Linked DNA regions of Mus musculus: regions 1 and 3 are each linked to region 2. A link is a contact called in public Hi-C and HiChIP or PLAC-seq data. All regions are on one chromosome and are shown on one strand. The core of a region is the stretch at or near the end of the contact, and the rest is flanking DNA. Distances in the headings are between cores, read along the strand shown. Region 1 has its middle 150 kb from the start of Gm52636. Region 2 holds the start of Gria2 (glutamate receptor, ionotropic, AMPA2 (alpha 2)). Region 3 overlaps Gm36569 (a long non-coding RNA gene).

What was found. A called contact is a pair of places that touch in the nucleus more often than the background predicts. HiChIP or PLAC-seq counts read pairs in DNA pulled down with a chosen protein or histone mark.
Region 1: a contact with region 2 is called in a Hi-C map of nephron progenitors, with 2.0 times the contacts expected there. The contact joins the enhancer-like site here to the promoter of Gria2 in region 2. A contact is called at or near these places in 7 of 39 promoter capture datasets (the 3T3-L1 cell line, 3T3-L1-derived adipocytes, cranial neural crest and 3 more), 2 of 484 Hi-C or Micro-C datasets (embryonic fibroblasts and nephron progenitors) and 1 of 9 other capture datasets (embryonic stem cells).
Region 3: a contact with region 2 is called in an H3K4me3 HiChIP or PLAC-seq map of forebrain, with 10 times the contacts expected there. The contact joins the enhancer-like site here to the promoter of Gria2 in region 2. A contact is called at or near these places in 17 of 39 promoter capture datasets (the 3T3-L1 cell line, 3T3-L1-derived adipocytes, the HPC-7 cell line and 11 more), 2 of 15 datasets of contacts at CTCF or cohesin (the NIH/3T3 cell line and large pre-B cells), 46 of 484 Hi-C or Micro-C datasets (the 3T3-L1 cell line, 3T3-L1-derived adipocytes, the AML12 cell line and 29 more), 13 of 115 datasets of contacts at active chromatin or transcription factors (SST interneurons, VIP interneurons, acute myeloid leukemia and 10 more) and 2 of 9 other capture datasets (adipose tissue and pancreatic islet).

What each region holds. Positions count from the first base shown.
Region 1 is chr3:81,481,106-81,484,120 of GRCm38.p6, reverse strand. No RefSeq gene overlaps it. Among named protein-coding and RNA genes, the nearest start is that of Gm52636, 150 kb to the left of the region's middle. Within about 2 kb of position 1,535, at least 10 of the 459 cell types and tissues checked have an H3K27ac peak or open chromatin away from gene starts, as enhancers often do. A contact at or near this core is called in nephron progenitors, where this site is marked.
Region 2 is chr3:80,801,267-80,803,966 of GRCm38.p6, reverse strand. It overlaps Gria2 (glutamate receptor, ionotropic, AMPA2 (alpha 2)), which reads left to right and starts at 1,274. Exons shown (of 16, transcript NM_013540.4): 1 at 1,274-1,670; 2 at 2,182-2,322. The coding sequence starts at 1,583.
Region 3 is chr3:79,865,853-79,868,911 of GRCm38.p6, reverse strand. The region is part of intron 1 of Gm36569 (a long non-coding RNA gene); the gene reads left to right. Among named protein-coding and RNA genes, the nearest start is that of Gm40073, 15 kb to the right of the region's middle. Within about 2 kb of position 1,636, at least 36 of the 459 cell types and tissues checked have an H3K27ac peak or open chromatin away from gene starts, as enhancers often do. A contact at or near this core is called in SST interneurons, VIP interneurons, cortical neurons and 3 more, where this site is marked.

The sequences.
Region 1 (3,015 bases), core at 286-2,785, 680 kb before region 2:
CCCACATTCAAGGTCTGAATTTATAATTATTAAATACTACCATTATATTAGGAGTCCTGGAAACCAAGCAATAGATTTTAAAGCCCAAGCCTTTAAGGCAGCGTTTATTGCAAGCACTCAATTAGCCAGAAGATGAAGGAAAAAACTTAACATTCACTGACCCTCAGTTCTCAAGTATAAGAGAAGAGCTTCTCACAGGACTTCTGAAAATGATATAGAATTGTCTTAGATGCTCATGTACAACTGAAGAGATGAGCATACACTTGGTGTTGATTGCTGGTCTGTGCTCTTACTGGAGAAGAAATCCTTTCCAACTCATGGTATAAATTGGTGCAACATATTATGACATACTTTGATACAGTTCCCAACTCCTATCTTAAGCAAGAATATTTGCCACTATTTAATCCTATTACATCCATTCTACTTAATAAAGTTATTTCATCTGTAAGTTATACTCAAACTGGATTTTCGAAGGACCATTTTCCCGTAAGATCAGAGGGGATTGTGACCTGACAGTTCTGCTATTGATAGATCCAGCCACAGGGTGTCATGCTAACAGTACTGACCAGCCTGCCCAGAAGCAGGACTATGGCTGCAGCAATCAAGCAGTGACATAAGCAGTGTCATGGGCAGTGAAGGATAAATAATGAAAGCTCTGACTCTTTGCCAAGCTTAATATTTGATTTGTTTCCTTAGCAAAATGAATCAGTATTTTACTAGATATACTTTGTAATTTTTAGAATGACCTTCAAACTAATATAAAACCCCTAACCTAAAACATCAGGAGTTGCTTCAGTCTTTCCAAGTTCATCAGTCATTGCTTGCCTTTGAGATGATAGAAGAATATACAATACTTGATACCTTTCTATGTCCAGTTTTAAAGGCAAATAAAACAGTTGATAGCTGTAGCTATAGAACTTAATTCCTCCTAAATATCTGATTCCATATATTTAATCAGAGTATTAGATATTCTTTTAGAAGTTTCAGTGAGGATTATGCATGGTGTACGGAACTTACCTTGAATCTGGAAATGCTTTCAACCTTGAGTTAGCAGCCTGAAAACCCAGTTTGGCTGTAATCCCTCCAAACATAGAGCCTAGGCACAACCTGCCTTCTCTCTGATTAGGTCTAACACAGTCGTCTGAAGAAGGGCAGCTTTAACTGTTATAGAGAAATAGGCTGCAAATGACTCCAAAGTACTCCTTGCATTCTCACATTCCCAGGACAAGGTTAATGTGAGGTGACAGACACTTTCAATCTGTCTTCTTTTGTCACTTAAGTCTTTGTCAGAAATCTGAGACAGGAACTCTCTTCTACTTACTTACTTTGAAATGGGAACTTTCCCCTGCTTAATTACAAAGCTTGTTCATCCAGTCACATTATGCAGAAAACAGACCAGCAAATCTGTCTGAGAAAGCTAGAGTTAATCCTTATCACTTCCACAATTTATTTATCAGTGAGTGAGAATTATGAATCATATGACCACATGAATGAGACATAAAGTTCCGATGTGGTTACAGCAATGAAAGAAAAAATTTACACCAGAGGGCACCACATATTGTGATGGTGTTATAGCTACTGCCAGAGATCAGAGGACGATTTCCAGAGTAAGCCATGACAAATGTAGAATGTGATCAGCTAGCAGTGGATCGTCAATCAGGCAGAGAGCTGAGAGAGATCTACTGAGCAGTCATACAAGAAGACACCAGGCAAAGCTCCGGACATGAGGAAGTTCAGGTCGTAGATCCCCAGGAAGGGCAGTGAGGTGCAGGAGCACTGAGGTGGCAGTGCTCCTTAAAGATGCAAGTACGGGATTGTCGTCTTTGAACTTTGGTCTTCTAACGTGAGAGAGCAAGCGAATGTTCAGAGCAAGAACAAGTTTGGGAAGAGAGAAAGAGTCTGATGTGTCTGTGCCCTATTGGCAGTTCAAGGAGGATTACCTTCTGTTTAGAATGTCAAACAATTTCAGTGGGCTCACAGAGATGAGTCACAAAAGGGCAGGCGTGAACTTGGATTGAGGGGTCAATGCTAGATGGATTTAAAGACAGACTTGAGGGATAGGATAGAGAAAAATGCTTTTCTGTCTATGGACACTATGGGGGAGGCAAAGCTTTAATTTCAGAATCTTATTGAATCACGAAATTCTATCCTAAAAGAACAAACAAACAAAAATCAGAAACAACAAGAAGAAATGCTGCATCTTCATGAATCCAAGTATTTAAGTAAAAATCGAGCACAGGTGTTGTGGATTCCCTTCTTAGCCCCAGAGGAGCCTGTAACCAAGCACACCAGCTTGGCAAAGTGGATTTTTCAGATGTGGTCAGCTAAAGCATTCTGCAGTGCAGAAGTTATTGTGAATTATCCCTATGAATTCAACTGAATCCTTAGCAGATTTTCAAAGAGATGTGAGAATTATTCAAAGGACTCAAGGTGGTAGTGAAAAACTTGGGAGATGCTACATGGCTTGTAGGGTAAACGTCCATGAGCTAAGGAAGCTTGGTGACACCAGTGGCTGGAAAAGGGACAGAAAGGTGTCTCCCCGCACCTGAAAAGAAAACAGCATTATTAGGACATTGATTTGGTCCATTTCCTGTTCATCATTTCCAGTATAGTAAAATAAGAATAAAGATCCATCATTTTTCATTTCAACGCCAATATTTCTTTCTTACTGTGACAATAGAAAATAAAGGGCAGAACTCTGAGTGTTCCCAGGTTTTCGTGTGTATCAAACCAGTAGAATGAAATCAACATATTGTCTATTTCTTTGTTTTACCTCTATTAAAGTAATCAATATTTGAAGATAAAATAGCTACCACAGAGCAATTGAGAATTTTTATTATGGACCAACTGAAACTGGAAAACAACAGACTCAGATTTGTTTTGTTTTGGCCTTTCTTATTGAATATTTCCTAACAATAAATTTTTCTGAAGGATTATGTATTTTCCTAATATTGGAAAAATGGGTTTTGTAAATACAGCAGAATGTTAATTTTCTAAAGATAGATATATGTGACC
Region 2 (2,700 bases), core at 25-2,524:
CTCTGAAATGAGACCTCTTTCATTTCTCTGTTTAAAACAAAACACATACAATTTGGTAAAGAATTTCTGAGGCTGCAGAGAGACTTGCCACGCAGGTATATAGAGATGGCTTGGCATGAAGTGGAGTTTTGAACATAGATTTCACAGGCATATACAATCATCGCTATGCTTTACCAAGCCCCTTCTCACAAACTTTAATTTTTAATGTATTCGTTACAATCCAGATACCCAAGCAGGCTCGGTGTAATGAGGTAACCTACTTCCTTGAGGCAGTGATTATTTTTGAAACTTAAGGCCATAATGTAATGGGGTATCTGGTTTGTAACTAAGAGTGATACATCCATTCTAGACTACTACCCCCCCCCCCCCCCCCGCAGAAACCTACGGTTCTTTCAATCTCTATACAAAACGGACATCTAAGAGCCAAGTCTACATGACTCTACAGCAGGGGGGAGTCTGCACTGTAGTACAAGAGCAATCCACAGGCAATGTGGCTTGAACAATCGAACCACTATCCAAAGGGGCATACTCTAAAGATGGATTCCTACACGAAGTCTTTCAAAGGTTTGATCGAGTTACCCGGGTCTTGGCATCCTTTTATAGTTAAGGATAGAATTTTGGGTTTCCCTGAGATTATGCTTGCATTATAGGAAGCTAAAGTTCACGATTTTGGGAGTTGTCCCTTCAGGGAGTATTTTGTTTGCTTTTTATCTGGGTCAGCTGAGGCAGAAGGCAGTGTGTGGATACTGCTAAGTGGATTTTGAGACAATCAAATCATATTCGTTGTGCTCAATGTAAAACAGGGCCCTACGGAAGAAAGCTTCGCCGCCAACAGCAATTAGCAGTTCGGCTTCCTAGGCATAGCAACCGGAAATCAGTTTTGCAGCATTTGGATCTGGCTGGAACATCTCTGCAGCTACAGTAAACCCTGCAACCTCAGCCCATAGCAGGGACCAAAGCGCTGTCCGCGGTGCTAAAATCGAATGCGCAAGACTGGAGGTCTCTAAGAGGCACCAGGCTGCCCGGCTCTGAGCCGCGCTTTCTCGGCACCGCGCAGAAGCTGCCAGGGCTGTGCGGGGTGCGGGGCGCTGTGCGGGGGAGGGGTGGGTGCGCGAGCTCGCCGCCTGCCTCGAGTCGCGCACGCGCGCCCGGGACTGCCTGCCCCTCTCTGTGACTTTCCTGTGTGTGTGCGTGTGTGTGTGTGTATGTGTGTGTATGTGTGTGCGCGCGCGTGTGAGAGAGGAGAGAGGGAGAAGAGAGCTCGAGAGAGGGTGATTGTGTGAGTGCACGGGAGGGTGCTGATATTCCCAGACACCGGGACCACAGCAGCAGCTCAGCTAAAAACTGCATTCAGCCAGTCCTCGGACTTCAGGAGCAGGGACAGGACGCAGGCATCAACAGCCACCAGCTAAACCTGGGAGATAAGGATTCTTCTGCCTTCACTTCGTGGTTTTAGCAGCTCCTTGCTAAATTTCGACCTCAAAATGCAGAGGATCTAATTTGCTGAGGAAAACGGTCAAAGAAGGAAAAGGAGGAAAGGGAAACGAGGGGATATTTTGTGGATGCTCTACTTTTCTTGGAAATGCAAAAGATTATGCATATTTCTGTCCTCCTTTCTCCTGTTTTATGGGGACTGATTTTTGGTGTCTCTTCTAACAGCATACAGATAGGTAGGTACCTTTTGTGTTATGCCTTTGAATTGTGCATAATTTGGTGGTAATCTTTGTTCACAGTGTGCAAATTAATTCATGTCATGTAGACTTATGTCATACCTTGACTGCATTCCAGATTGAAACTACCTAGAATATACATGATTTTCTTAGGCTGAAGCAAAAAGAAATGACTATGCCTTTTGACACAATAGAGGGGAAAGGATCTGTTCATTTCTGACCGGGTACTGCGTTACTTCTGCCTTGAAGGCATCTCCTAGTGTGCTCAGATTTTCAGGGAAATGATCGCAAAGCTCAAGATTAAAAGGGAGAATCTTTTTGGTCTTTAGACTCTCCCCCTTGCCTTGGATCCGTTGAGCACCTTTTGGATCCTTGCTGCCCAACTCACTGATTACGTTTATTATAGCGGGTAGTGTGAATAAGAGACTCTGGGGCTGTTGGGTGCTAGCATCCCACTCTTATCTCTCCAGGGCTCTGACATCGTTCTCTTGCTTGCTGTTTATTTTTGCAGGGGGGCTATTTCCAAGGGGCGCTGATCAAGAATACAGTGCATTTCGGGTAGGGATGGTTCAGTTTTCCACTTCGGAGTTCAGACTGACACCCCATATCGACAATTTGGAGGTAGCCAACAGTTTCGCAGTCACCAATGCTTGTAAGTAATGAATATTCATATCTTTCCAGTGCTGCACAGGGACACAGGGAAAGCAAGCCTGTGAATGCCAGTGAAGGATGGTGTGCCTGTGTGTGTGTGTGTGTGTGTGTGTGTGTGTGTGTGTGTGTGTGTGTGTGTGTGTTGCTGGCTTGTCATGTGTGGGTGGGAGTGACTGAACACGCGCGTGCGTGTGAAGGTACAGCGAGAAGGTGGCTGTAATCTTTGGGACCCCCACTGACCGGCGGGCAGTGAAGTGGGGACAAAAGGCACTGAACAGTATGCGCAGTATGTGCACCCTAGAATCTGGGGTAGGGGTTGGACTTGGACTGTTCTTTCGAATTCAGGGGGTTCTTGCTTGATTCTGGCGCCTCTAAAGAG
Region 3 (3,059 bases), core at 387-2,886, 940 kb after region 2:
ATATTAATTATTTTGATATTTTAGCTAAAGATGATAGAAAAAAGTAATCTAGTTTTAAAAGTTTGTTTAAAAAAATAACATTAAATAAGAACTTAAAAGACAGTTGACTGCAGATGTCACTGCTACAACTTGTTCTGACTTCTATTTCAGAAGATTTTCTTTGCCTAGGACTAAGCAAGCCCACAGAGAATTCTGGCTCTGTGATACAGCCGAATATGAGAGCAGACATACACACACACACACACACACACACACACACATGTACACACACACACACACACACACACACACACACGTACACACATACACACAAACAGATTTGTTACTATAGTACAAATTTTTAGTACATATCTTTCTCCTTGGGTCAAATTAAAGGGCCACATACTAGTTTAGTCCCACTAACAGCTTTTCTTGGTGGCCAGGCAAGTTTAGAATAGTGTTATTGGCTCGTGTTCATCATGCCCTCCACCTAGACACTCCACTAAGCCCTAGAAGGAGTAACCTCTAGGTCAGGAGGGCCACCCATACACCAAACTCAAAAGTACGGTGTAACTAACTATGGAGCATATGAAGCCATCTCTCTCTCTCTCTCTGTCTCTCTCTCTCTCCTCTCTCCTCTCTCTCTCTCTCTCTCTCTCTCTCTCTCTCTCTCTCTCTCTCTCTCTCTCTCTCTCTCTCTCTCTCGTGTGATTTATTTTATGTGTGTAAGCATTTTCCCTGAATGTATCTATGTGTACCATGTGCATGCCTGGTGCCAACAGATTCCAGAAGAGGGTGTCAAACCCCCTAGAACTGAAGCTACAGATGGCCATGAGGCATCTGTGGATGCTGGAAGTTGGGCCTGAGTCCCGTAGAAGAGCAGCCAAATACTTGTAAGCACCCACCAATCACTCCAGCCCATGTCTGTAATGCCCTTGGGCTTTCCCTTGCCTGAAAGCTGTTTTCATTCCCTTTAATCACAAAGTAGCTGCCAGAAGTGACATATATTAAATGTATCCCTTTTCATGTTCAGATAAAACAAAGATTATAAACATTCTCCAAGCACCAAACAAGATTCTGAGCTTTGAGCAGAACTCAGTCACCACAGATAGAAGTACCAGGCAGGCATCCACCTTAGCTGCATGGCCTCTACTAAACTAATAAAACCTATAAATTGTTTTGAATTGTCCCTGGGGTTGGCTATGGCCAACCCCACAAATACCCAATGGAAATTTTTAGAATAGCAACTGGGTCAGCAAACAAGATATCTTCAATAATTACTTTAGCTTTTCTTGTCTCTTGATCACATAAAACCAAGAGAGTCCAGAGTCAGAGTTTCTGCTGACCCAAGGCTCCTGCATACTTAGTAGTTAGTTGAATGAGTGATTCAATAAAAGAATGATCAATTATCCTCCAAAATACACTCATCACCAACTGTCCCTGTACACCTTGGAGCACAAGACACTTGCAACGAGATTTAACTGGCATCTGATTGTTCAGCCCCACATTGCAGAGGTTTAATTTTATCTATTATTTCCTGGGTCTTTCCACTTGATTTCAACACATTACTGATTATTTTTAGGACTGCCATTAGCACAGACTTCAATTGCTGTCCTGTTTTTCCCCTAGGCAGTGAAGCAGTTGCCATGGAAACAGAATCCAGTGCTTCTCTGTCTGGAGCCTCACATCAATGCAACTTAATGAGAGGAAGGAAGATACTAACATCCTACCTGTATTTTATGTCTCAGGATCTATTATCCAAAAAAAAAAGATGCAAGCTCTGTTGGGGGAGGCAATTCTGATGGTGCATACGGGTGACACCTGTCCAAGTAGATGTGTCAGTGTTCTCCTCTGGAATTAATGCTTTAGCTTAAGATTCAGAAAGATTTCAATGCTTGGGTTAGCTATAGATGCAAAGTCATGAGGTAGAGGATATTGAAAAATTGGAGGAAAGTGAATTTTAACTACTGTTGCTTAACAACAGAGTCATGGAGGAGAAGCCTTTCTCGGAGAGCCAGGCATTACGATATGGGGATGAGGAGTCTCCCCACAGATCCACCCTACAAAACACTGGGATATAAACACTCTTTCAGGTTGACTAGCCAAGGAAGAGGGAGTCCTAAGCCACGGATGAGACAGCACCCGTCCGTCCTGGGAGACTCTGGAGTGGAGGCCGTGCTTTGATAGGAGCTTCATGCTCTCAGCACCTGAGCAGAAGGCACTGCTGTTAGTGAGCTGTGGGGACAATGGCAGCACCTGCAGGTCAGAATAAATGATGCAGCACTAGATGCTGATTGGTTTGTTTGAGACAATGTAGAACTGACTCATAGGAAGGCTTACCGAGGACCAGGCTCTAAACTGAGGCCCATCTTCATGAACGATTCAGTTCGACCTCTTTAGCATATAGGATGAATATATGCATATGATACAGAATATTTCAGTTGACCTCTTTAGCATATAGAATGAATATATATATATGATATAGAATATACCTATATAACAGCCATAATGAGAAAAGCCCCCTCAAGTCACCAGAGAAGGGGTCCTGAATCCCTGAAACTGGCAAGAAGCAATGAGCTAAAAGATGAGACGAAGCCAGGTCACCATCGGGGCTGGAATGGGGCCAGTAAGCAGACCAGTGAAGCAGAAAGGGCAGCAGTGAGGCGGTAAGGATGGGAGTCAGGGTCCTGGTGAGTGGTTTATCTTGCAGTATCTTTCTGTTAGTGATATTTTAAAGTGAGTAAGCAAAATAACTTCTTTTTAAAATTATGTTTGTTTAGTTTGCAATCATGGTCCTATCAAAGGGGAAGAGGGAAGATGAGGAGAGAGAGAGAATCCCAGACATTGTGAATCACGTCCATAATCTCAGCACTGACAACTGTTGTGATTTTTAAAGTCAGCCTAGGCTAAACAGTGGGTTCTAGGACAGCTAGACTGTCTCAAAATGCTACCCATCACCACCTCACTCCATCCCCACCAAATCTCTCTCCTGTATCCTAACCGTATCTATCCAGTCTCAAGACTTTCCAATAGCACAGCCTAGGAAAGTCAGGTCAATACTATCAATGCCGTCATCTCCA